4 separate regions of the Sus scrofa genome follow, and all the other regions are linked to region 2. The links are chromatin contacts, called in public Hi-C and promoter capture Hi-C maps. All regions are on one chromosome and are shown on one strand. Each heading gives the region's core, a stretch centred on a gene start, on an enhancer-like site or on the middle of the called end of the contact. The rest is flanking DNA. Distances are from core to core; before and after follow the strand shown.

Region 1 (5,932 bases), core at 561-3,060, 740 kb after region 2:
AAATGCAACAATATTTCAATATAATAATTAAATGTCAATAATGTAATATTTCACTTCAAGTACAATAAATCAAAAACTACACCTTGCCTCTAATTTTTCAAGAACATTGCACTAAAAAAGAATCTATTGTAGGGGGGAGAGGTGGCTACTGTAAAATTTTATACTTCAACAGTTAATCCTCCAAAGGTAGGCTGTTAACATCCTGCAACAGAGAAAAATAGTTTTCTCTAATAAATAAGTATCTTTTAAAACATAATTGAAGTGTCCCTTAAAATGGTTCTAGGACAAAAGCAAGTTGTAAATGATGAAATAAAAGCAATTAGGCAAATCATAATGATTAATAAGAAAGGTTTTAGAGATATCCAGGTTCAAATGCCTGGTCATACCCACGTAGAAATTTGAACTTTGGCAAGTTTTTAAATTCCTCGCAGCTGCAATTCCTTCTGGTCATTGTGCTAAATATCAGATAGTAAGGTATTGTCAGCACTGAGCCTGACACTGAGGGCTCAATAACTACAATGATTACTGTAAAGACAAACTTAGGGTAGCGGTGGTGTTTACTGGTGACCCTACAAAAACTGCTATGGTCCTTGCTTTAAAACGCACTCTTTGCTTGCTTGGTAGTGTAATTCCTGATACTTTTCTGTTCCCTTTCAATGCAAAGAACTCCACAGAATTAAGGGGAAAAAAAAAAAAAATCAAGCGGGGGGGGGGAAGATAGTTTAAACACGAAATGTTATGGTTGGCAAACACCTGGACTCAAGCAAAACTGTGTGTGTGAATTTGTCAATGGGCTGTCGTCTTACCTTTTAAACCCTAACGATCCCAGTCGAGTTGACAGGGGCTTAGGAGGCTATTTCCTGCTGTTGTTTTCAAAACAAAATCACTTCAGGAGAAAGAAAAGTGTAGCACCCTGGACAATACTAAAGGTGACTAGTTATTAATTACTTATTGAATGACTCGTTAAACTTGTACATTTCAGACACTTTCCAAGACAAGGGACTTTTGAACAAAATTTTTCATGTTCTATTTTGAATTAGAGGGAGTCCCTTTCTTCACAAAATGCTCAATATTTTAAGTTCAATATTTTTATCTTCACCTAATTATTTTTAAAAAAATTAGATAGGCATGATCATCCCTAAATTGAAGAAAAAAGACAGCTTTACAAGTTGTCAAGTAAACTTTATACAGCGTGTAAGCTACAAAAGCAGCTGGGATTCGAACTCGTTTCTCTTGTGCTCCGAAGTCCAAGCTTTTTTCGCTACACTGAAGCTCGAGCTTCCACTTGTCTTCCTAAACCGCCCGGTATAGAGAACATTCATTATGAAGCTTTCCCTCCCCTTTTCTGTTGCCGACTCTTCCATTTCAAACTATCTCGTATGCTGGCCATAAACTCCATACGACAACGGGCAAAGGTGCACTAATTCTAGAAGCCAGAGTATAGGCCCGAAGAAAAGAAACTGGTTTTACTTTCTACGCGGAAAGGAGGTTTGGCCAGCACCACCAGCGACAAACACAGGCAGGGGTCCAGAGACTACAGACCGCGCCCAGGTCTCAAGTTTTAGTCAAGGCCCACGTCCGGCCAGGCGAGGGGAGAAGAGAAGGTTATCCTTTCCTGACCCCTCGCCGAGGCGGGAGCGCAGAAGAGAAGGTTGGAGGTGCAGTAACAGTGCACAAGATAAACTCAAACCCCTTCTTCAGCCCGTTAAACGCACTTACTTGAGCAAAGTAATTCCAAGACACAAGGCCGGCACCGGCAACGGGAAGGGCTCCTCTGTCCTCCTGCCTCAGGCGCTCGCGATGACGACATCAGAACCGCGCCGCCGAGAGCGAAGGCCCGGCGCACGGAGCGCGCGCTCCCGGCAGGGGCGGGGCAGCCCAGCGGCGCCACCTTTAAGCGTCACGGGCGGGGCTTTGCTTCTGGATTTCGGGGTTTGAACATGTCGCGGCTGAAGGGAGTAGCTGGGCGGGATCCCCGAGCGGGTTTCCGAAATGAGAGGAGAGACTGCGCTGCCTCAGTACCCCAGGGACTACTAAAGGCGGCAAGGAAGAGCGGCCAGTTAAACCTGTCGGGCCGCAACCTCAGTGAAGGTAAGATCCAAATGGAAGACCCGATTTGGGAGCCTGGCAGAAAGTCGTTTGCCCCACGTATCCTCCCTTTCCTCTCTCTGGCCTGGCTTTGGCCATCTTTTCCCCAGACGCTTAGCCAGGATCTCTGTCCTCGAAATCCGGCACTAATCACATTTCCACTGGTTCGGTTCCTGCTTTTCGCATAGCCTGTTCGGTTCCTGCTTTTCGCTCCAGATATGTCTGTTGCAGGGATTGTGCTGGGAATATGGTCAGAATTTAAACTGGGTTCTTTCTGGGATTCTCACATTTTATGGGATAAACGCGACTGAATTAGGAATCAAATGACAGGCAAATGATTTGTTTCTTTGGTGCTCTGTTTATCTTAATTTAGTCGCTTAGGGCACTTACCAACGCTAAAATTCTCTATATAAAATACAGCATTTATGAACTTGTGAACTTAGAGTGAATGCTACTGTTCCTTGTCAAGACCCTTTTCTGTGTGCAACTCCTACAAGGAGTAATGAGCATATTTCCTAAATTGAGGATCAAATAGATGCCATACAGAGTGAATTTGGTGTATCCTGAAAAATCTAGTGAAGATAAGCACAAATCTGGATACCATGAATGAATAATAGCCAGCTGCTCTTCTGATTTTCTGTTCTGTAAGGGAGAGAGTGGGAAGGGGGGAAAGAGAATATGGCATTCCTCCTGTAATGTTTTCCTCTACGTATATTCAGGTTTTAGGCTATGTGGGATTAAAACCTTTCCTTTCCTTCTAATGATTACTTTTTTATTGTGCCGTGTATAGAATTAACCATGTAAATGAAAGGATATATGACAGAAATCTCTGCTATCTAGAAAGGATTTTTTTTGTTTTTGTTTTTTGCTTTTTAGGCCCCCACCCGCGGCATATGGAGGTTCCAAGGCTAGCAGTCGAATGGATCTACAGCTGCTGGCCTGTGCCACAGCCACAGTAATGCGGGATCCTTAACCCACTGAACAAGGCCAGGGATTGAACCCAATTCCTCATGGTTACTAGTCAGGTTCTTTAACCGCTGAGCCACGAAGGGAACTCCTAGAAAAGGTTTTAATCACTGGGAACACAAATATTTTAAAATGACAGATGTGCAGATACACTTGATTTTCCCAAAGCCTGGAACTTTTTACTTAATACCTGACTAGGATTCACTCCTTTGCTTCCTGCAGGAGTCTGCTCAGATAGGCCCTTCCTAACTACTCTATCTAAATAACATTGCTAACATTGTATTCTCTAACCTGCTTTGTAATAGTATTTATCACTATCAGAATTTATATTATTTACTTATTGTCTTCTCTGCCCTCCACTGCACTATTAGTTCCATGTGGTCAAGGAGCTTTGTTTTGTTCATTGTTGTGTCCCTAGTACTCAGAGAATACTTGGTACTTAGTCGGTTCTTATTAGAAGGAATAAGTAAATAAACTAATATTCTTAAATACTATGTGTGTGCCGGGATGTACTTAATGATTGGACCCAGATGGTTTAGTCTGTTAACATTTCAGGCAGCAAATAAGTTTTGACTGTTAACTCTATGATGATAGGAATCAAGGCCATTTAGGTCATTATTGTAATCCTAGGAAATGATGTTGAAGGTAGAGTATTTCATAGGAGACAAAAGATATAAATAAGAGAGGCACATGGTTTTTGTAGCTTATATATCAAAAAGGAATCTTTGTTACCATAATATAAAAGGTTTTTCTTTATCTAATTGTAGACTTCAACTTCATCTCTTGTCACTCAGCCTTTAATAGTCAAGCTGCTGTAATTGTGAATTATTTATAGTTCATAATTAACTGTGGGGCCATCTTTCTTATCTCCATATCTTTGCTCATGTAACTTTGAGATGCTTCTCTCCTTGTGCTTTCTCATTTACAATGTGGTGTAATAATAGGACTTACTGAGGTTTAAATGAGATAATATAAAGTGCCTGGTAAATAAAATACACAGTAAAAATTGGCTCTTGTGGTTTTTCCAGATTTCCTGTTTTAAATCTCACCCTCTAAATCAGTGTTATGACCAAGAATTATCTTTCCAAAACAAAGTTCTTATTGTGTCATTCATATTTAATGACTCCACAGCCCACAAGATTCAGTGTAAAGTTCTTAGTACAACATTCAAAAGCCTTTTATTTGTTTTGTTTTGGCCAAGCCCACAGTATGTGGAAGTTCCCAGGTCAGGGACTGAACCTGAGTCACAGCAGTGACCTGAGCTGCTGCAGTGACAATACTACAGCACAAGAGAATTCCTCAATAGCCTTTTTTTTTTTTTTTTTTTTTTTTTGGTCTTTTTAGGGCCACACCTGTGGCACATGGAGGTTCCCAGGTTGGGGTTGAATTGGAGCTGTAGGTGCTAAGCCACAGCAATGCTGGATCCAAGCCACATTTGTGACCTACACCACAGCTCACAGCAATGCGGGACCCTTAACCCACTGAGTGAGGCCAGGGATCAAACCTGCATCCTCATGGATGCTAGTCAGATTCATTTCCACCAAACCACAATGGGAACTCCTCAAAAGCCTTTTGAAATTTTGCTCCTAAGTATTTACAATAAGGCCTCTTGTCTCTTTTCAGAATCCTATACTTTAAAAATGACAACAAAAAATTGTCTTTTCCTTAAACAACCATAATTTAAGAAAAAAATTTAGAGCTGTTTTAGGTTTCCAGAAAATTAAACAGGTAGTACAGAGAGTTCTCATATATCTTCTCTTCCCAGCTCATAGTTTCCCCTATTATTAACACCTTACATTTATGATACATTTGTCACAATTGATCAACCAATATTGATATATCATTATTAAAGTCTATTGTTTGTATTACTTTTCACTCTTAGTCTTATATAATACTATGAGTTTTGTTTTGTTTTGTTTTTAGGGCTGTAGCTGCAGCATATAGAAGTTCCCCGGCTAAGGGTCTAATCAGAGCTACAGCTGCCAGCCTATGCCATAGCCACAGAATTGCCAGATTCATGCCACATCTTCGACCTACACCGCAGCTTGAGACAACTCCAGATCTTTAATCCACTGAACAAGACCAGGGAGCGAATCCACATTGTTCTGGATACTAGTTGGGTTTGTTTCTGCTGAGCCACAATGGGAACTCCAATTCTATGAGTTTTGACAAATGCACAATGTCACGTATCCCCTATTATAATGTCTTATAGAATATCTACTCACCTGGAAGCATAGTTTCTTTCTGGAATTATTTGTTATTAAAATATGAATGTTTTGGTTAATTCTTATTAGCTGTTTAGAAGATGACAGCAAATTCCATTAAAACCGTCAGTATTGAAATAGGGTCAAGCTAAATAGTATAGCAGAACATGGATAATATAGATTTAAGGATATTATTTAAAACCTTGTAAATGTATGATTCGTGTTACACTTTTTTATCATGTCACAACAAATTACATGCTGAGTATGGCAAATTTTCATTACCCTAAAACAGACAACATGACTTCTTGAAGCCTAGGTGCCCTAGACCTATTTTCTTAATTCTACAAATGGAAACTGACCAAACTGCTTACTTCAAGATAAGGAAGGAAATCCTTACACTCAAATTTCTCTTTCAAATAATATTGTTTCCAAACTTATTGCCTTTTTTAATAAGCTATCCACTTAGCAATCTTTCTGTCAGTTCAATAGTGTGGTTTCCCTTAGAATTTATAGCATTCTTTTGTTCTAAACTCTTGGCACCTCTTTCTTTCATTCAGTTTTTGATGAGTCATCCCAAAACACTCCTAAACTAATATTCTGCCATGACCATGCAAGCACAAGACAACAATCAATACCTCATATTCAGTTCTATTTTAATTTTATCTGGTACAATG
Region 2 (5,923 bases), core at 2,457-4,956:
TTATGTATATAAGATGACAGTTGCAGTGGTGGTGATGGTAAGTAATAGTAACGGTACAGCAGTAGCAGCAACAGGAATAGAGTGTAGAGAAATTCTCCTGCAGGCTTTGGAGAAGTAAGCTCCATGTTGCAAAAGGCCCATGTGATTAGGACCTAAAGGCAGTCTCTATAAATTTTTTCTTTTAAAAAAATTCTGGTCAACTAAAAAAAAATTATTTGAATATATTTTGATCATGAATCATGCACTGAATTTAAGATTTGGAACTTTATAAAAAGTTACTTTTCGTTGTTTGGAAATAGCAGATTTTTTGGTCTTTTTTTGCCTTTTAGGGCTGCAGGTGTGGCATGTGAAAGTTCCCAGGCTAGAGGTCGAATGCGATCCAAACCTGTCAGCCTATGCCATAACCACAGCAACATAGGATCCGAGCCACATCTGCGACCCACACCACAGCTCATGGCAACGCCAGATCCTTAACCCACTGAGCAAAGCCTGGTATGTGAACCCACTTCCTCATGGATACTAGTCAGATTCATTACCACTGAGCCACACCGGGAACTCCTCAATAGCAGATATTTTTTCAGGCATATGTCTGAACATACAAGAACAAAATGTGCTTGATTTATCTGTATTTTAAGAAAATTCTCTTTGAGTCTAGAAATGTAGGTAATCCTCAGAAGTAGGATCACTGCCACCTCAAACCCTCAGTTAACTGTAGAACCCTCAGCTTTGTAATACAACTTAATAAGAATTATGGCAGATTCAACATCACAACTAAAAGAAACCTCAATCACCATGAGGGCCAAAAGGTATCCACATACCACTCATACTCAGGTCAGTCACAGAGGGGTCTGTTATCATTCCCTTTGCCCCTAAAGTTGGTGTGCTATTTAACAAGGCTCTACTGAGTGAGGATAGGTAAGATATGGTGAGATGGGAAAATTGAAGTGTTCATTCACACGTTAAAATTTTTTTTTAAATGCCCAGACAAGTACCCATTTCAATGAATTTTTATAAAATGAAGATACCTGTGTAACCAGAACCCAGATCATGAAAAATATCACCAGGTTTCCAAAAGGCTTATGTTCCCTTCCAGTCACTATCCCCCCCATCCCCCATGCCCTAGTTTGGCTTGCTTTTGAACTTCATATAAACAGAATCATATAACATGTGTGTACCAATTTGTATTTGGCTTTTTCAATTCAGTATTGTGTTTTCAAGTGATAGCTATAATTTTCATTGTGGTTATGATTTGTTTATTGTCACTGTCTTACATAGAATGCCACTGTGTGAACGTATCACAGTTAATTTACCCAGGCACCATTCATAAGCAATTGGGAACTTCTGGTTTGGGGCTATTATGAATAGTGCAGCAATGAACATTACTACATACACCTTTAGCAAACATACATGCATTTCTGTTGGGAATATACTTAGCAGTGGACTTTTAGGGTCATAGGGTATGCATATGTTCAGATTTAATAGAGCCTAACAAACATTTTCCAAAGCATGGAATCATTTGACACTCCACTAGCAGTGTATAAGAATTCTAGCTGCTTGACAGTCTCTCCAACAATCGCCTGATTTTTCATCTTGATCATTCTGATGGATGCATAGTGGTAACTTGTATTTCGTGACTTGCAGTGCCAGCCAAAATGAAGTAAGACCACTTCTGCCTATCTTTCCCACTAATCACAACTAAAAGGTCAGGATAAAATACAAAAAGCAAATGCCTGAGGACCAAAAAGTAAACAAAAACAGGAAGACAGGGAAGAGAATAAAAACTAAGCAAAATGCCCTGTGTGTTTTTGACCGAAGGCCTGGCACCTAATGAAAATGTGGTGGCAGAACAGAGAGCAAAAATGAAAACCCCCTATTTCTAGCCAGATGAAGGGAGAAAAGGAGCTTCTGTGAACTAAAGTCTGTGGGTAATATTTTGCTTTTTTTCTCCTTTTTGCCCTCCAGGCTTTGACCTGACAGTCAGGGCCCAGGTTTGGATAGCTACACCACCAAGAGAATCCCTGTCTTTCCAGGCAGGGAAACTGGGAAAGGGTGCCTCTATGGTCTGAAAAGTTTGGAGGAAGACTTCTGTTTTGTTTTTTCCTCTTTTTTCCTACCTCTTTGTTCCAGTGTGGGTCACGGTCAGCTGCTGTAGCTATGGCACAAAGCTAAAACTCCAAGTCGCATATTTCTACTAGGAAAAGGACACCCTGCAAAACAGAGTGTACAAGAGGAATATCAAAAAGAGGAGAGCTGGGGAAGGGAACTCCCTAATTTTACATATGAATCCGCATAAGTTCTGTGCTCACACCTGAACTGAGCATCTGCAGGCTAGACAAAAAGCTGTGTAGCAAGAGATATGGAACTGAACTACAATTTAAATTATTACCCAGTTCCAAAATAAATCCTGAGTGTTGTGTGTATAGAAAAGACTCAATGCAGCACAGTAAAGCCTTTGAAAACTGAACTGATAGGGAACCAGCACCCTCAGGTGAGACTCAACTTGAGATGTGAACCAAATTGGATTGATGATGACCTCCTAAAACAAAACAAAACAAAAAAATCTACATTCTCCAGAGTCTATGCAACATAGTATTCAAATCGTCTTGGATAAAAATCACAATTACTCAGTATACAAAGAACTGGAAAAATATGACCAGTTCTCAAGGAAAAAAAAATCAACAACTTCAAACTCCTAGATAACCAAGAATTACAATCGCCAAAACTTTAAAGCAATTATAATTAGAAAGTGGTTGAAATCGTTCTTTCTAGATATATGGTATACTCTTAAAAAAAAAAAAAACTTGCATTTTTGTAGCCGAATTAATGACAAAAGCTGGGAAATACAAAGGATAAACTGTCAAACACAGTTAACATCCCCAGTACATAACAGTAAAATTAAGTTACGAGAGCTACAAACAAATATATGCAACAATTTGGGATGATTTAAATGCCTATTGTTGAGCGAAAAAAAGTTGCAGATGATTACATAAACAATAAACTATCCTTGTAAAGCTCAATAGTTTATCAAATTAAACACATACTTATACTAAACTTTTAAAAAGCAAAGGAATAAATTCCAAATACAGGAAAGTGTTACCTCTGGAGGAAAGCCAGCGGCTAGATTGGAAAAAGCCACAGGTAATTTTAACAACACTGTCAATTAACCTAGTTCTAAAATCACTGGTCGGTTCCATAATACTGGTTTTGTTACACCTACTTACTTACTCCAAAACAGTAGGTGTCTAAACGACATTCCACGTGCATGGTGAAAGCACAGCGCCCTCAGACCTTTATTAAAACTTTTCCCAAAACTTGAAGGGCCCACTACACTTCACAAACTTAGCGTGGACGGAGATACCCGCCTTTTCGAGCTTCAAAAGGCTCACCGTCACTTCCGCCCCGCCCCCTAGCTCCCCCGCCCATCTGAGCGGAAGTACTTTCCTTTTGGGTCCTCCAGCCTGTAGGGGGCTCTCCGAGGCCTGTAGTGCCACGAAGCCCTCCCGCCTGGGCTGTCCCCGTAGCGCCTGTTAGTTTAGCTCTAGAGAATACAGTTGTATTGCAACTCTTTCGGCCAGGAAAAACTCGCACAGGCATCTTTATCTGGACAATAACGTTCAAACTCAATTCTGGCTAAGTGATCTCACTATCAAACCCTGTCGCAGTGGTGGGCCGGAGTCCGGCGACGCGGAGACAGCCCCGGAGTGCCAAAAGTCCCCGGCCCCTTCCTCCAGTGAAGACGTAGCTGCGGGTGGCTGTGGTGGCGGCGTTCAAGATGTCGACCAAGAATTTCCGAGTCAGTGACGGTGACTGGATTTGCCCTGACAAAAAGTGAGTTCATGAAGGGTCCCGAATTGGAGTGAGGTTGGTAGATGGAGGCTTTCTCAGGTCGTTTGGGCATTTTACGTATCTACGATCTCTGGTGCCTCAAACCGGGTGGAGGTGGCGAACTGCCGACTCCGGGCGGGAAGGAGGATCTTAGTCTCCTCACGATGAGGTCTTTCGGGAGCCTTTGTTTTGACTATGTCTCCAGCGTTTCCTCGAGTATATCTCTCCAAGACAGCCCATCGTTTTGGAGGGCGAGACAGCCCTCCCTTTGCCCCACACCCCACCCCCGCCTCCGGCCAGGTTTCAGCAATAAGGAAATCTCCCCGGTTGTGGCCACCTCGGTATCAGATCTCGCTCACGTGACTTTTCCCTGCAGAACTTGACTCTAGATCGCGGAAAGCGTTGTTTCCTTGAACTCATTTTGTTGTTGTTTGTTTTGTTTCTTTAGCAAAACTTTGTGTCTGTACTGTTTATATTCTCCCTTCTCTGCCCAACACTGTCCTCCTTTGGTTGGGGGAAATTCCAATTTTTTCTTTGTTGACCTTTAATTTCCCCACAAGAAGAACCTTTCGACTAGTTAGAACCGAAACACCTGAGGCCTCTGTTTTTGCCTGCTCAGTCCGGGAGAATGCCTGCTTCGGAGAAACACGTGTTTTTCGTGGCTCTCCTGAAGCCAGTGTGCGCTATTATACTGCTATTAGATTTTATTGACGGGTGCTGAAATAGGTATATACATATTAGAGATTTATGGAAATTATTGTGGAAGGTAATTGTCCAAAAAATTGAATCCACAACTCATGTTCCAATAAAAACCTTTGACTTCTTGTCCCTAAACTAGCCACGGATAGCATATGGAGTTCATGGTAGTAAAGAGTAAAAACTTTGAAGCACATAAACCTGAGTTTAATTCTAGTCCTATTACTTATAGACCATGTACGCTAAGTAGGTTAAATTTAAAACCTAGTGTGGAATAGCTCCCTTACAAAGAATACATGATACAGCCTAGATTGTGTGTGGAGATCGATGAAATGTATCAAATACTGATTAATCAATAGTTACAGATAGTAGTTTTAGAATCAAATGTCAGAGGAGAAAAAGTCCATATTTACCCAGCATTTGTTTTCTATTGACGTTTTAAATAGTTAAAATACATATTTTTGTACATGATAAATTGATAGTTCTCAATTGCATAAAAATTAGGGTGACTTGCAGGGTCTCAAGTCTATAACAGATTCAGATAGAACAAACAACAGCTGACTTGTTGGTCACTTGTAGAAATGTGCTTTTGACAGTGTCGTTAATAACATACTCAAATATTTGAAGTAGGTTTTTCTAGGAGAGTGCACTTCAATTCAGTTACATACATATAAAAGAGTAATTCTTTCAACATGTATAAATCCAGAAAAAAAATTTCAGAATATTTTCAATGCTTATTGGAGTCATACAGGATATTCTTTAAAGGGAAAAACAATTTAAAAATTAATTGGAGTGTTTCGGTTTAGTGTTCATTCCCTTGTTTATCTCACTTTGTTTCATTCCAATGTAACATCTCAAAAAAAGGTAATTAGTTCTTTAAAATGTAAGCTTTACATGTTATTCAGAGCATTTAGCATGCTATTACCCATATGTGGATGCACTATGAAAGCCATATTAGTGAACGCAATAAATTTGTTTTTAATTGTTGAATATTAGCATAAAGTGATATTGTGTTACTCCATTTGTGTTGAGATTATTGGTTGTAGTTTTTCACTAGGTTTCAGAGGTTTAATAAATACACCAGAACTCACTTTCCTTTTGATTATTGAACCTGTTTATTTTTAGTCATTCAGCCTATCTTCCTTTGATTCTTACCATTCCACTTACTACTTCTAACGGGAGAGTGTTTTATTAAGATCCATGAAGCCATCTCTGGCTTACCTATCTCCCCCACCCTTGGTCGACCCTTATGATTTTGTATTTTTTTAAATTCTTAACCAAATTTTGTATAATCTTGTTTTCTATTCTGAGAGTTACAAGTTTCTTTAAAGTTTTTTTGAACTCCCTCGTGCCTCATCAGTAATTGTTCAAGTGGACTTATATCTCACTTAGGCTTTGTAAG
Region 3 (6,206 bases), core at 2,857-5,356, 590 kb after region 2:
TCTTCCCTCCTGATAAAATTATAACTTCTAAATAATATCAGGATCTCATATAATTACAATTCTTGTATTTTTCACAAGATATTATAAACATATTTCTACATCATTTTTCCCTATTACACTATGGAGCTGTTAAAAGTAAAGACTGGATATTATTATTATTATTATTATTTTCCCTTCCCATTTATTTATTTATTTATTTATTTTGTCTTTTTGCCATTTCTTGGGCCGCTCCCACGGCATATGGAGGTTCCCAGGCTAGGGGCTGAATCGGAGCTGTAGCCGCCAGCCTACGCCAGAGCCACAGCAACGTGGGATCCGAGCCGTGTCTGCAACCTACACCACAGCTCATGGCAACGCCGGATCATTAACCCACTGAGCGAGGCCAGGGACCGAATCCGCAACCTCATGGTTCCTAGTCGGATTCGTTAACCACTGAGCCACAACGGCAACTCCCGAGGATATTATTTTTGATGTCTATAGTGTTTGATTTTACTGAGGGGACCCTGAGGAGTTTCCACATCTGTCCATGGGGGGCAGCCACTAATAAGGTACTTTTAGATTCTGGATCCAGTGATAAAACAGATATATTGGAAGACTATTTGGTATTAAGTTTTTGATATTAATATGGTTCTGGCTATTCTTCCTGTACTCATCACATATATGTGTGTGTGTGTGTGTGTGTGCGCGCGCGCGCGCGCTTTAAATTGCGTTTTATATATATGTGTTAAATTATCTGTGTGTTTCATATTTATTTATTTATTTACTGCTTTTTAGGGCTGCACCTATGGTGTATGGAGGTTCCCAGGCCAGGAGTCTAATCAGAGCTGTAGCTGTCAGCCTATGCCAGAGCCACAGCAACGCCAAATGCGAGCCACATCTGCGGCCTACACCACAGTTCATGGCAATGCCAGATCCTTAACCTACTGAGCAAGGACAAGGTTCGAACCTGTAACTTCATGGTTCCTATTTGGATTCATTTCTGCTGCGCCATGAAGGGAACTCCAATGTGTGTTTATGTATGTGTGTTATATGTGTGTGCGCATGTGTTTTCAAGGTTTTGTTATAGACTGGATGTTAACCTCTCACTCCACACAATCTTTCTTGGGGGGTTCTATTACTTCTGTGGCATCAATTACTATGTAATGATAACTCCTGAATTTTAGCCCAGATTTCTGTTTCCTAAGGTTCGGTTCCAAATGTCAAAAATATATGCCGTCCAGGAGTTCTTGTTGTGGCACAGTCGTAGCGAACATGACTAGTATCTGTGAGGATGCAGGTTTGATCCTTGGCCTCATTCAGTGGGTTAAGGATCCGACATTGCCATGAGCTGTGGTACAGGTGGCAGATGTAGCTCATATCTGGTGTTGCTTTGGCTGTGGCCGCCAGCTGCAGCTCCCATTTAACTCCTTCTGGGAACTTCTATATGACATAGGTGTAGCCATAAAAAGCAATATATATATATTATATGTACATATATAATATATACATTTGCATGTATATATGTTCTATGGGTGGACAACAAAAGCCTTCAATTCAATATGCCAAAATTGAACTAGTTTTTTTACACTCAAACTTTCTCCAGCCTCATTTTTTTCTTTTGGCCTCACCCACAACTTGTTGCCAGGTCAGGGATGAAAGCCACACCACAGCAGCAACCAGAGCTACAGCAGTGACAATGCTGGATTCTTAACCTGCTGTGCCATAAGGGAACTCCCAGCCTCACTCTTACTAACTTGGTTTATGCATTCATAATCTCTTGCTACCTGAATTACTACATACTTCTTTTAAACATTACTTATTTTTTTTCTGATAAAAAGTGATACTTTCTTTTTGTAAAAGGTACTTCAGGCAATGCAAGGAATATGTGAATTAGCAATCCTATCTTCCAGAGATAAGTGCTATTCCCCGTGTGACATAGATTCTATCCAACTTTTACATGCATATGTTAACACACATTTTTATTTGATTTATGCAGTCTCTCAGTTTTCTTGTCTCTAGAGTAGCCCACTTAATATATTTTTTTTAATCTTTTTTATATGGCCATACCAGTGGCGTATGGAAGTTTCGGGGCCAGGGACGGAAACTGAGCTGCAGCTGTGACCTATGCCACAGCTGTGGCAATAGCAGATCCTTTAACCCACTGTGCAGGGCCGAAGATTGAACATGTGCCTCGACAGTGACCAAAGCCGATGCAGTCAGATTCTTAACTAACCACACCATAGCAGGAACTCATGTAATCTATTCTTCTTTTTTCTTTTCTAGGGCCGCACCTGCGGCATATGGAGGTTCCCAGGCTAGGGGTCTAATTGGAGCTGTAGCCACTGGCCTACACCACAGCCACAGCAACACTGGATCCGAGCCACGTCTGCAACCTACACCACAGCTCATGGCAACGCCAGATCCTTAACCCACTGAGCAAGGCCAGGGATCAAACCCACAACCTCATGGTTCCTAGTCGGATTCGTTAACCACTGAGCCAAGATGGGAACTCCAGATGCTCAATGTCTATTCTTGATATATACTTTTCTAAAGTATGAATGAGTGGGTGACTTTTTTCTAAAAGGCAAACTGCATCATGCTATTCCCCTACTTTTTCTTTTTTTTCTATTCCCCTTTTTAATATTCCCTAAAAGTCTATCCATTTCTTGTAGGATAATGTCTGAACTTTTGAGATGACATAGAAAATCCTGCATGACCTGACCCCTTTCTGTTTCTCTAGCCCTGCAGTTAGACTTGACAGGTGCTACATTCCTACTTTGATGCACTGGGCAAATTTTTTCAACTGTCAAAGCAAGATTAAAAATAATACTTATCATAAGGAAATAGCATATAAAGTGCCAAACCTACAGTCTGGTTTAGAGTTAACAATAAATACTGGCTATTGTGGAAGAATACAATAGTTTTGTATATTTGTGTTCAGTCTTGCTTGCTTTCTGCGTAGAAGGATCCTTGAGGTGCAGATTGCCGGCAAAATGCTTGAACATAATTGGAACAACCCTCGACACTTCATTCCCCCTACCCCAAAGAAAGAAAAGTAAGAAGGGAAAAATGATTCTGATTTGAATAGATCTGAAAGAAGATGGGAGGTGAAAACTGAGTGGCAGGGAAAGAGAGAGGACAATTCCCACAGAGTTATTTTTGGCGGGAGGTGGGTTGGCCATGTAATGAAAGTGTTGATAAAGTTGGTTTAGGAAAGATTTGAGGAGTTCCCACCCTGGCTCAGCGGTTAACAAATCTGACTAACGTCGGTGAGGACGCACTGCTTTAAGGATCTGGTTGCAGTGAGTTGTGGTGTAGGTCGCAGATGTGGCTCAGATCCTGCGTGGCTGTGGTGTAGGCCTGCAGCTGTAGCTTGGATTTGACCCCTCCTCTGGGAACCTCCATATGCTCCGAGTGCTGTCCTAAAAAGCAAAAAAAAAAAAAAAAAAAAAAAAAAAAAAAGAAGAGATTTGAGAGAAGCAGTTGTCAGAGTAAATGGGACTTTGGAGAGATAAACAGGTTTAAGGTCTTTAGGACTTTCCTAACTCCCCTCCCCTTTGGTTCCCCACAGCCTTAGTTATTTTGTCAAGGTGTTGTGGTCAGATTTACGTTCTTTCAAATTTGGCACTAGGTCGAGGTTGGCCATGAACTAGTCCAGTGATATTCCAGTTACACAAATATTGTTTGCCATCCTTCAGCGTCCACTCCCCATTGCTTTAACTCTGACGTCTGCCTGCAATTCATTCACCCAACAAATATTTAAGTGACCTCCCCTTTCCCAGTCTGCTGAACAGCCTGTTTTCCAAGGTCAGCCCCTAAACTGTTCGGTGGTGCTTTTTCGGACACTCCAACACTAAAATTTGCCTTTTTTTTTTTTTTTTTTGGTGCCACCCAGCACTATACCGATTTCATTTTAAGTTATATTTTGTACTCGACTGCCTGTATCTTTCCTCCTCTAATGAGCCCCTTGAGTCAAAGGTGAAGTTTTATAAGTCTCCTAATTCAATGCATGGTATGAAGTAAATGTTTAGCAAATGTTCACCACACGAGTGTCCTGTGAACTTCAGTGACATCATATCCCGCGTGCCTCGGCGTCAGTCTGTAACCCTTTGCGGGAGGCCTAGAGTCGTCGTTTACAATGTGCACTGAGTATCTCAAACGCTGACTAAGGGTTCAGACAGTTCACAAGAAGCGCGTCCACTGGGAGGTCTAGGGCTCGGTCTTCTAGTTCACACTCTCGTTTGAGACGGAGACACATTGCCCGGAAGGCGCCAGCATTCAGCAACTCTGGGAATAGAACGCGCGAGGGAGGGAGCCGGCAGCTCACTTATCGCGGTGTTTCCTCCCACGTCCCTCCCGGGGGAGTTCTCGCGAGAGAAGCCGGAGGAAGATGGCCGTGCCCCGATTTTCGGTGTGAGGCAGTGGCGGCGGCTGCGTCGGTGGGGACTGGCATCCTGGCGTGGTGGGCACCTGAGCTCTAGCTCCCCCCAGCGAACGCGCGTCCCTTCGTGCCTAGGCGAGAGCCGGCTCTTGCTCCGGGAGATGCGTTTGTCCCGGGCTCGGGGGCGCTCTGGGAGTTCATGCTGCGCTGGAGGCTCCTGGCCACCGCTCTAATCGCCTTGTGCCACCGCAGCGCCAGCTTCGTCGCCAGCGGTGAGCCTCCTGGATCCCCTCTCTGCCCTCGGCGGCGATGACTGGGGAGAAGATCCGCTCACTGCGGAGGGACCACAAGCCCAGCAAAGAAGAGGGGGACTTGCTGGAGCCCGGGGATGAGGAAGCGGCGGCTGCCCTCGGCGGAACCCTTACCGGAGGCAGGATTGGCACAGGTGGCGGCGGCAAAGGCAGCAGAGCCTGTCATAAGATCTTCAGTAACCATCACCACCGACTACAACTGAAGACAGCTTCGGCCTCCTCCAATCCCCCCAGCGCCCCGGCCCTGCCGCTGCACAATTCCTCCGTGACTACCACCTCCCAGTCCCCGGCTCTTTTAGCCGGCACCAACTCCATTGCTGTTGTCGCAGATAGAGGCAGTTGCCCCGCACACTACCCGGTGCACGAGTGCGTCTTCAAGGGGGATGTGAGGAGACTGTCCTCTCTCATCCGCACGCACAATATCGGGCAGAAAGATAATCACGGTGAGGAGTGCTCGCCCCTCTCCACCTTTCCTTCCCAGAGCCTAGGTTGGATCTCCCCAGGGTTCTGAAATCGTAGGCTTCTCTCCAACAGAACCTTCTTTCCTCTCCTTTGCCCATGATCCGAGCCAAATGCCCGTAAATCATGACCGGTTCAGTAATAACATGCCAGTGGTCTCGGGGATTGGTTCTTGTGGTGCAAAGGAATGTCTCTTCTTGCCTACTTCAAACTGTGAGAAACTGTTTATCTTTTTTTTTTTTTTTTTTAATTTACTGGTGTATAGTTGACTTACAATGTTGTATTAGTTTCAGGTGTACAGCAAAGTGAATCAGTTATACATATAAATATATCTGTTATTTTCCCCATATAGGTTATTGCAAACTATTGAGTAGCTTTTCCTTTCCTATACAATAGGTTCTTGTTAATCATTTGTTTTATACAGTAGTGTGTATATGCTATTTCCACCCACCCAATTCCTCCCTCCTCCCAACAGTTTCACCTTTGGTAACCATAAGATTGGTTTTGAAAACTGTGAGTTTGTTTCTGTTTTATAAATAAGTTTTTTGTATCATTTTTTATTAGATTTCACATATAAGTGATAATCCTGTGATATTTGTCTTTCTCTGTCAGACTTCACTCGGTACGATAATCTTTGTCCATCCATGTTGCTGCAAATGGGATTATTTCATTCTTTTTGATGGCTGAATAGTATTCCACTGTATATCTGTACCACATCTTTGTACATTCTTCTGTGGATGGATGTTTAGGTTGTGTCCATGTCTTGGCTATTGTAAATTGTGCTGCAGTGAACATTGGTATGTGTGTATCTTTTTGAATTATAGTTTTCTCTGTGTATATGACCACGAGTGGGATTGCTGGACATACAGTCAGTCTATATTTAGTTTTTTAAGGACCCTCCATAACTGTCCTCATAATGGTTTCACCAATTTACATTCCCATCAACAGTGTAGGAGGCTTCCTTTTTCTCCACAGCCTTTCCAGAATTATTGTTTGTAGACTTTTTGATGATGGCTATTGATTTATATTTGGGACATGGCTTCAGTGTGTTGGTCCTTGACTATAAGAAATTTTAG
Region 4 (6,646 bases), core at 4,028-6,527, 560 kb after region 2:
CGTGGCCAGAGTGGTACGGAGAAGCTCTGAAGTCAGCCAAACTGGATTTAAATGCTGTGTCTGCCACTCACGAAATACATGCCAACAGGTAAGTTACTTAACATTTCCCAGAACCAATCTCCATACTTATAAAATGGGAATAAGATATAGATATCTAGAGTTCATAAAACTGATGTGAAGATAATATTAGATCATGTATAATAAGTTCTCAGAGTTCCCATTGTGGCTCAGCAGAAATGAACCTGCAGGTTCAATCCCTGGCCCCGTTCCCCGGCCCTGCTCCGTGGGTTAAGGATCAGGTGTTGCCTTGAGCTGTGGTGTAGGCCAGCTCAAATCTGGCCATGCTGTGGCTGTGGCATAGGCAGGCAGCTATAGTTCTGATGTCTAGTCTGGTGACTTCCATATGCCACACCTGCAGCCCTAATAAATAAAAAATAAAAAATAACTTCCCTGTGTGATGCCTAAGCAAAACTCTGTGTTAACCACTAAATTAGTGGTGCATTTTATTATTAGCATTATTATTATGTTAGATTCACCTCAACCCATTAATCTAGGGATATTAGGAAATAGCAACCACCTGAACCAACAAAGTAACCCTATTTCGTTCTTTTTTTTTTTTTTTTTTTTTTTTTTTTTGTCTTTTTGCCTTTTCTAGGGCCGCTCCTGCGGCATATGAAGGTTCCCAGGCTAAGGGTCTAATCGGAGCTGTAGCCATCAGCCTACACCACAGCCATAGCAACTCAGGACCCAAGCCGCGTCTGCAACCCACACCACAGCTCATGGCAATGCCGGATCCTTAACCCACTGAGCAAGGCCAGGGATCAAACCCGCAACCTAATGGTTCCTAATCGGATTTGTTAACCCTTGAGCCACGCCGGGAACTCCCAGTAACCCTATTTCTAACTTACTTTTTGTTTCCTAAAACATAAGTGATGCCTGTTCTGTTTAGTACCCAACAGGAAGCTGTGAACGGATCCTACAAATGCTGAATTCATCCAGTCATTTTGTTTTACTGATATATTTTATTGAAGTATAGTTGATGTACAATATTTTCATAGGTGTACAACATAGTGATTCACAAATTTTTAAAGTCATGTTCCATTTATAGTCATTACACACCACTGCCTATATTCCCTGTACTATGCATTCTTACTACATATTCTTCCAATTCATTTGTTTCATATATGGTAGTTGGTACCTCTTAATCTCCTACCCCAATCCTCCCTCTCTCCACTTCCCTTTGCCCACTGATAACCCCTAGTTTGTTCTCTGTCTCTGAGTCTTTTTTTTTCCTCTTATATTCACTAGTTAAGTTTTATTTTTTAGATTTCACATATAAGTGATATCATTTAGTATTTGTCATTCTGTCCGTATCCAGTCATTTTATTTAATGTTCATAACCTGCTCTGAAGAGAGTAAAGCCAAATGTTATAGGGAGTGTCAGAGCCAGAATTCAAAGCCAGGATTTAAACACTGACTACAAATCCTATACATAATGTTTCCTCTCACCTCATATAGCACATAACAAACACAACCACGGAGTTCCCGTCGTGGCGCAGTGGTTAACGAATCCGACTAGGAACCATGAGGTTGCCGGTTCGGTCCCAGCCCTTGCTCAGTGGGTTAAGGATCCGGCGTTGCCGTGAGCTGTGGTGTAGGTTGCAGACACGGCTCGGATCCCGCGCTGCTGTGGCTCTGGCGTAGGCCGGTTGCTACAGCTCTGATTGGACCCCTAGCCTGGGAACCTCCATATGCCGCGGAAGCGGCCCAAGAAATAGCAAAAAGACAAAAAAAAAACAAAAACACAACCACTCTTTACCTCTTTGTTTCTGATCTAGGGGCTACCAGTACTAGTGACATATATTTTTTAAGCTGTGTTGCCTTGTTTCCCTGTTTTTGACAAACTGAGTAGGCATATTTTATAGGACTCCAGGATATCCTCATCACACCCCATATCTCCTCGTTGATTGACCTGCAGCTATACCCCAGACAGAAAAAACTGGACTCAGGTGGTTAAACTGCCATGGAAAGTGGCCCATGTCTCCATAAATATTCACTGCAGAGATTTAACTTTTTGTGGGGATAGGAAGCATATTTCAGTGGCAAATTCCTACACTCTCACTCATTCGATGGCTTTCCAAACAGAAGTGGGAAATTCCATTGAAATGATGATGCTTTTTGGCATTCCCGTGGTGGCTCAGCAGTTAACGAACCCAGCTAGTATCCAGGAGGATGCAGGTTCGATTCCTGGCCCTGCTCAGTGGGTTAGGGATCCAGCATTGCTGTGAGCTGTGGTGTAGATTGCAAACATGACTCGAGTTTCTGTGGCTCTGACATAGGCCAGCAGCTGCAGCTCCAGTTCGACCTCTAGACTGGGAACTTCCACATGCCATGGGTGCAGCCCTAAAAAAAAAAGACAAAAGACAAAAAAAAAAAATTCTCTTTAGTGCTCTTAACTGATTTTTTAAAAGCATCAAAAGGAGTCTGTGGATTTTTACCACTCCGTTGGCTCTCTGAAAACAATCAGCTGTTAATATCATAGCTAAATTATTAACTTCTGCACAAAATGCTGAAGCTTGAACAGCTGCACATTCACAAAGCCCTACATCAGGAAGAAACTGTGTGCTTGGAAGACAGGCTGTGTACACATTTTGATTACAAAGTACAGCAGCTAGAAGAATCCTAAACCAGTTGTAGAAATGCCCTTAGAACTCACAGGAGTTCCCGTCGTGGCTCAGTGGTTAATGAATCCGACTAGGAACCATGAGGTTGCAGGTTCGACCCCTGGCCTTGCTCGGTGGGTTAAGGATCCAGCATTGCCATGAGCTGTGGTGTAGGTCACAGACATGGCTCGGATCTGGCGTGGCTGTGGCTCTGGCATAGGCCAGTGGCTACAGCTCTGATTAGACCCCTAGCCTGGGAACCTCCATATGCCGCGGGAGCGGCCCTAGAAAAGGAAAAAAAAAAAGAACTCACAAAACAAAAGGCTACACCTAAAAGAATTTTCCTGAATTTATAACACACTAAAGAGGTGTTTGAAGTATAATCAAGGTTTTGGATCTACAAATTTCATTCAGTTATGGTTGACACTTGACTCAGGGGTTAGGTGTGTCAACCACAACTCTCTGATAGTGAAAAATCCATGTACTATTTATAAGGGACCCTCCATATCTGAGGTCCCTCAGTATCCGTGGTTCTGCATCCCCAGATTTAACCAAACTTGGGTGTGTGCAGCACTACAAAAATTTTTTTTTTGTCTTTTGTCTTTTTTTTTAGGGCCGCACCTGCAGCATATGGAGGTTCCCAGGCTAGGGGTCTAATCGGAGCTGTTGCTGCCAGCCTACACCACAGATCACATAACACCAGATCCTTAACCCACTGAGCGAGGCCAGGGATCAAACCCGCAACCTCATGGTTCCTAGTCGTATTTGTTTCCGCTGTGCCAAGACGGGAACTCCCATTACAATACTTACTTTTTTTTTTTTTTTTTTTTTTTAGTCTTTTTGTCTTTTTGCCTTTTCTAGGGCTGCTCCCGCAGCATATGGAGGTTCCCAGGCTAGGGGTCTAATCAGAGCTATAGCCACCGGCCTACACCAGAGCCACAGCAACATGGGATCTGAGCCATGTCTGCAACCTACACCACAGCTCACGGCAACGCCGGATCGTTAACCCACTGAGCAAGGGCAGGGACCAAACCCGCAACCTCTTGGTTCCTAGCCAGATTCGTTAACCACTGTGCCATGACGGGAACTCCTACAATATTTACTATTGAAAAAAATCCATGTATAAATGAACCTGCACAGTGTAAATCCCTGTTGTTCAATGGTCAACTGTAATTTCTTTCAAACCTCAGCAAATTTTAAATACTCCAAGATCCATCAAGTGCGCTACCAAAAAAGAAAAACGCTCATTGATTAACACAGAGGCTCTCTCATCTATGACTCTGGGTAGGTTTCTTTTCTATAAAAAGGATGTTACCTGTCTTGCCCTCTGACCTCATTGTTGTGAGGATCAAATGGGAAAAGTGTAAAGTGTACATATGAAATACCAGACTGTGAAATACCAAACTATTGAGCAATTAAAATGTACCATACAGCTTAGTATACATATCAACAATTTATGTGGTGGGAACTATTATTAACGCATTTATACAGGATCAACCTGAAGCTTAGATAAGTAACTTGCTCTAGATCACCCAGCTCAGAAGAGGTGGTGTCAGAATTCAAAACTAGGTCCTCTGACTACATGGTTTATGCTCTTAATCACTAAGTCACACTGATGCAATGGGTTAGATTATTGCTAGCATTATTGTAGTATAGCACAGCGTAGCCTAATACCCAAGAATGGGTGGGCTTCTAGAGCAGTCTTGGAATCCCAGTTCTACCACTTTAAATGGATACAAACATCCCTAAATCTGAGGTTTTTCATGAGATAAATGAGAACTCAGCTCATACTAGAACTGCTGTTAAGGATTACTTGAGGCAATATATGTAACACACGATATAATACATGTAAGTATGTATATGGCACACAGCAAGTACTCAATAACTATTAATAACTATTGGAACAATATTGAGAATTAATAGCTTTAGGGAATGATCTTGATTCCAGGTGAGTTATAAGGCTCTTAATTTTCTTTTGGCTTAGTCCTTATTATAACTTCATAATTTTTGTCACTAAGGATAACTCAAGGAAGTTGACAGTTTTGAACAGCAACTTTGCCAAAAAAGTACGTGAATATCAGTCCAAATCTACATGGCAAGTTGGACAAATTGTTCCTTCCAGTCCTGCTTATCAAAAGAAATATCACTGAACCATCCAATACAAAGCTTTGCTAGAGGGTAGTAAACATCCTTCCTGATATGCACAAATTACGTTTTACAAATTACTTGTGTACCTTTTAAATTTATAAGCCATCTCCTTTTTAATCGCCCAACACTGCACCGCCCCAAACACACCCAGCTCACCGAGTGCTGTCCAGGAGCCTCTTGTTTGAACGTGGTGGACAGTGAGATGGGGGGCACTACAGCTTTGGAGGCCCACTGCTCCGGCTCCTGGCCGGCATGGATGGCCTGCGTGGCGAAATGTTGGAACCTAGGAAGGAAACCGTGTGAAGAGACGTCTTTTTCCTGCATGTTGAGCTTCGAAGGAAGGACAGAGTTAAAGGACGAGGAAGACATAACTAAGAAATTGCGTCAGCACTTGAAAAGACACAGAAAAATCAGGAGAAAGAGAGGTAAAAGTATGCCGGGCGAGCGGCGGCGAGCGCACAAAAGCTGGACTCTGCAACTCTGATCCGAGACTTTATTAGCGGGCAGATTTCACCTCTGGGCGGAACCAACGCTACCCAATGAGCACAGGCCCCGAGGCGGTCCCAGCTCCTCATTGGCCGGCAGCGGAGGCGTTGCCTGGAGGGTCACCTCCAACGCCCTTTCTCGTACAGGCTGCGGAGTGAAGTCCGAGTCCGTGTTCTTTTGGTGATGGTCACTGCGGGTGAATTTCCTTAGTCCTGGCCCTTGAGGAAACTGCCTGGCTGGCCCCTGTGAGCCACCCGGGCGTCTGTGTGACCTCAGAACGGAGGTTTGCCGGAGATGAGGAGAAAAACTGTCAAGACATTGAAATTGAGTAACCTGTACAGACCACACAAATAACCTTCTCTTCCTGTTGCCCGACCCCTCCCCTCCATCACCAATACCCTTTGTCCTGAGGGTGGCTATGACGGAAACATGCGACCCAGTGGAGATTGGTTAACGAAAACGAGGGTCCAAAGTGCCAAATGCGCAGCCTGGATTCTCACTAACAGGGGCAGCCTGCCTTTGAAGGAACGCTGAACTTATAACGACCCAGTACTTGCAGTTGACTGAAACAAGAGTGAGGGTCATATTTTTCTTAAATAGTAGTTAAGCTACTGTAGTGAAGATCTCTAAGCAAGCTGTCTGCTTCCTAAGAGCTATTCAAACTTGAGCTTTTTTCCACCATCATTATCTTCTTTTGAAGCACCCAGAGAAACTCTCCCTGATGGAAAAAAAAATATATATATATATATATATATATATATATATATATTTTTTTTTTTTTTTTTTTTTTTTCAGGGAGTTCCCGTCGTGGCGCAGTGGTTAACGAATCCGACTAGGAACCATGAGGTTGCGGGTTCGATCCCTGCCCTTGCTCAGTGGGTTAACGATCTGGCGTTGCCGTGAGCTGTGGTGTAGGTTGCAGACGCGGCTCGGATCCCGCGTTGCTGTGGCTCTGGCGTAGGCCGGTTGCTACAGCTCTGATTGGACCCCTAGCCTGGGAACCTCCATATGCCGCGGGAGCGGCCCAAGAAATAGCAACAATGACAACAACAACAACAACAACAAAAAGACAAAATATATATATATATATATATTTCAAAGCATGGCTTTGAAAAACTTACTGGAGCCTCAAATCCTACACAAAGTGCCTTCGTTGTGAACATTCTTACAGGAAAAAAAGAAGCAATCTTATATCACAATATACTCACCTGCAACCAGAACCCTACTCTCACAAGCATCACTTTAATACAAACAACAAAAATCTCTTTGTTCCCTAAACAATACAGACTTGACCTATTTACTATTGTGATTATTTTTTAGGACTAGGGAATTTAGGAATACTTCTGTTC

Evidence for each region. Promoter capture Hi-C pulls out the DNA fragments that hold promoters and counts their contacts. Hi-C and Micro-C count contacts between places; a contact is called where the count stands out from the background.
Region 1: a promoter capture Hi-C map of liver shows a contact between it and region 2, with 14 times the contacts expected there. The contact joins the promoter of SRSF11 here to the promoter of ZRANB2 in region 2. A contact is called at or near these places in 2 of 5 promoter capture datasets (fetal liver and liver), 1 of 47 Hi-C or Micro-C datasets (liver) and 2 of 2 datasets of contacts at active chromatin or transcription factors (alveolar macrophages and skeletal muscle).
Region 3: a promoter capture Hi-C map of fetal liver shows a contact between it and region 2, with 2.4 times the contacts expected there. The contact joins the promoter of ANKRD13C here to the promoter of ZRANB2 in region 2. A contact is called at or near these places in 1 of 5 promoter capture datasets (fetal liver), 1 of 47 Hi-C or Micro-C datasets (heart right ventricle) and 1 of 2 datasets of contacts at active chromatin or transcription factors (alveolar macrophages).
Region 4: a Hi-C map of skeletal muscle shows a contact between it and region 2, with 5 times the contacts expected there. The contact joins the promoter of CTH here to the promoter of ZRANB2 in region 2. A contact is called at or near these places in 1 of 47 Hi-C or Micro-C datasets (skeletal muscle) and 1 of 2 datasets of contacts at active chromatin or transcription factors (skeletal muscle).

The regions. Positions count from the first base shown.
Region 1 is chr6:142,666,297-142,672,228 of Sscrofa11.1, forward strand. It overlaps SRSF11 (serine and arginine rich splicing factor 11), which reads right to left and starts at 1,811. Exons shown (of 24, transcript NM_001044587.1): 1 at 1,720-1,811. It overlaps LRRC40 (leucine-rich repeat-containing protein 40), which reads left to right and starts at 1,877. Exons shown (of 15, transcript XM_003127928.4): 1 at 1,877-2,091. The coding sequence starts at 1,941.
Region 2 is chr6:141,923,762-141,929,684 of Sscrofa11.1, forward strand. It overlaps ZRANB2 (zinc finger RANBP2-type containing 2), which reads left to right and starts at 3,707. Exons shown (of 10, transcript NM_001044582.1): 1 at 3,707-3,828. The coding sequence starts at 3,773. LOC106507647 (a long non-coding RNA gene) reads right to left here and starts at 3,393. Exons shown (of 4, transcript XR_002345146.1): 1 at 3,226-3,393.
Region 3 is chr6:142,512,084-142,518,289 of Sscrofa11.1, forward strand. ANKRD13C (ankyrin repeat domain-containing protein 13C) reads left to right here and starts at 4,107. Exons shown (of 13, transcript XM_003127927.5): 1 at 4,107-5,114. The coding sequence starts at 4,670.
Region 4 is chr6:142,481,075-142,487,720 of Sscrofa11.1, forward strand. CTH (cystathionine gamma-lyase) reads right to left here and starts at 5,278. Exons shown (of 12, transcript NM_001044585.1): 1 at 4,968-5,278. The coding sequence starts at 5,135.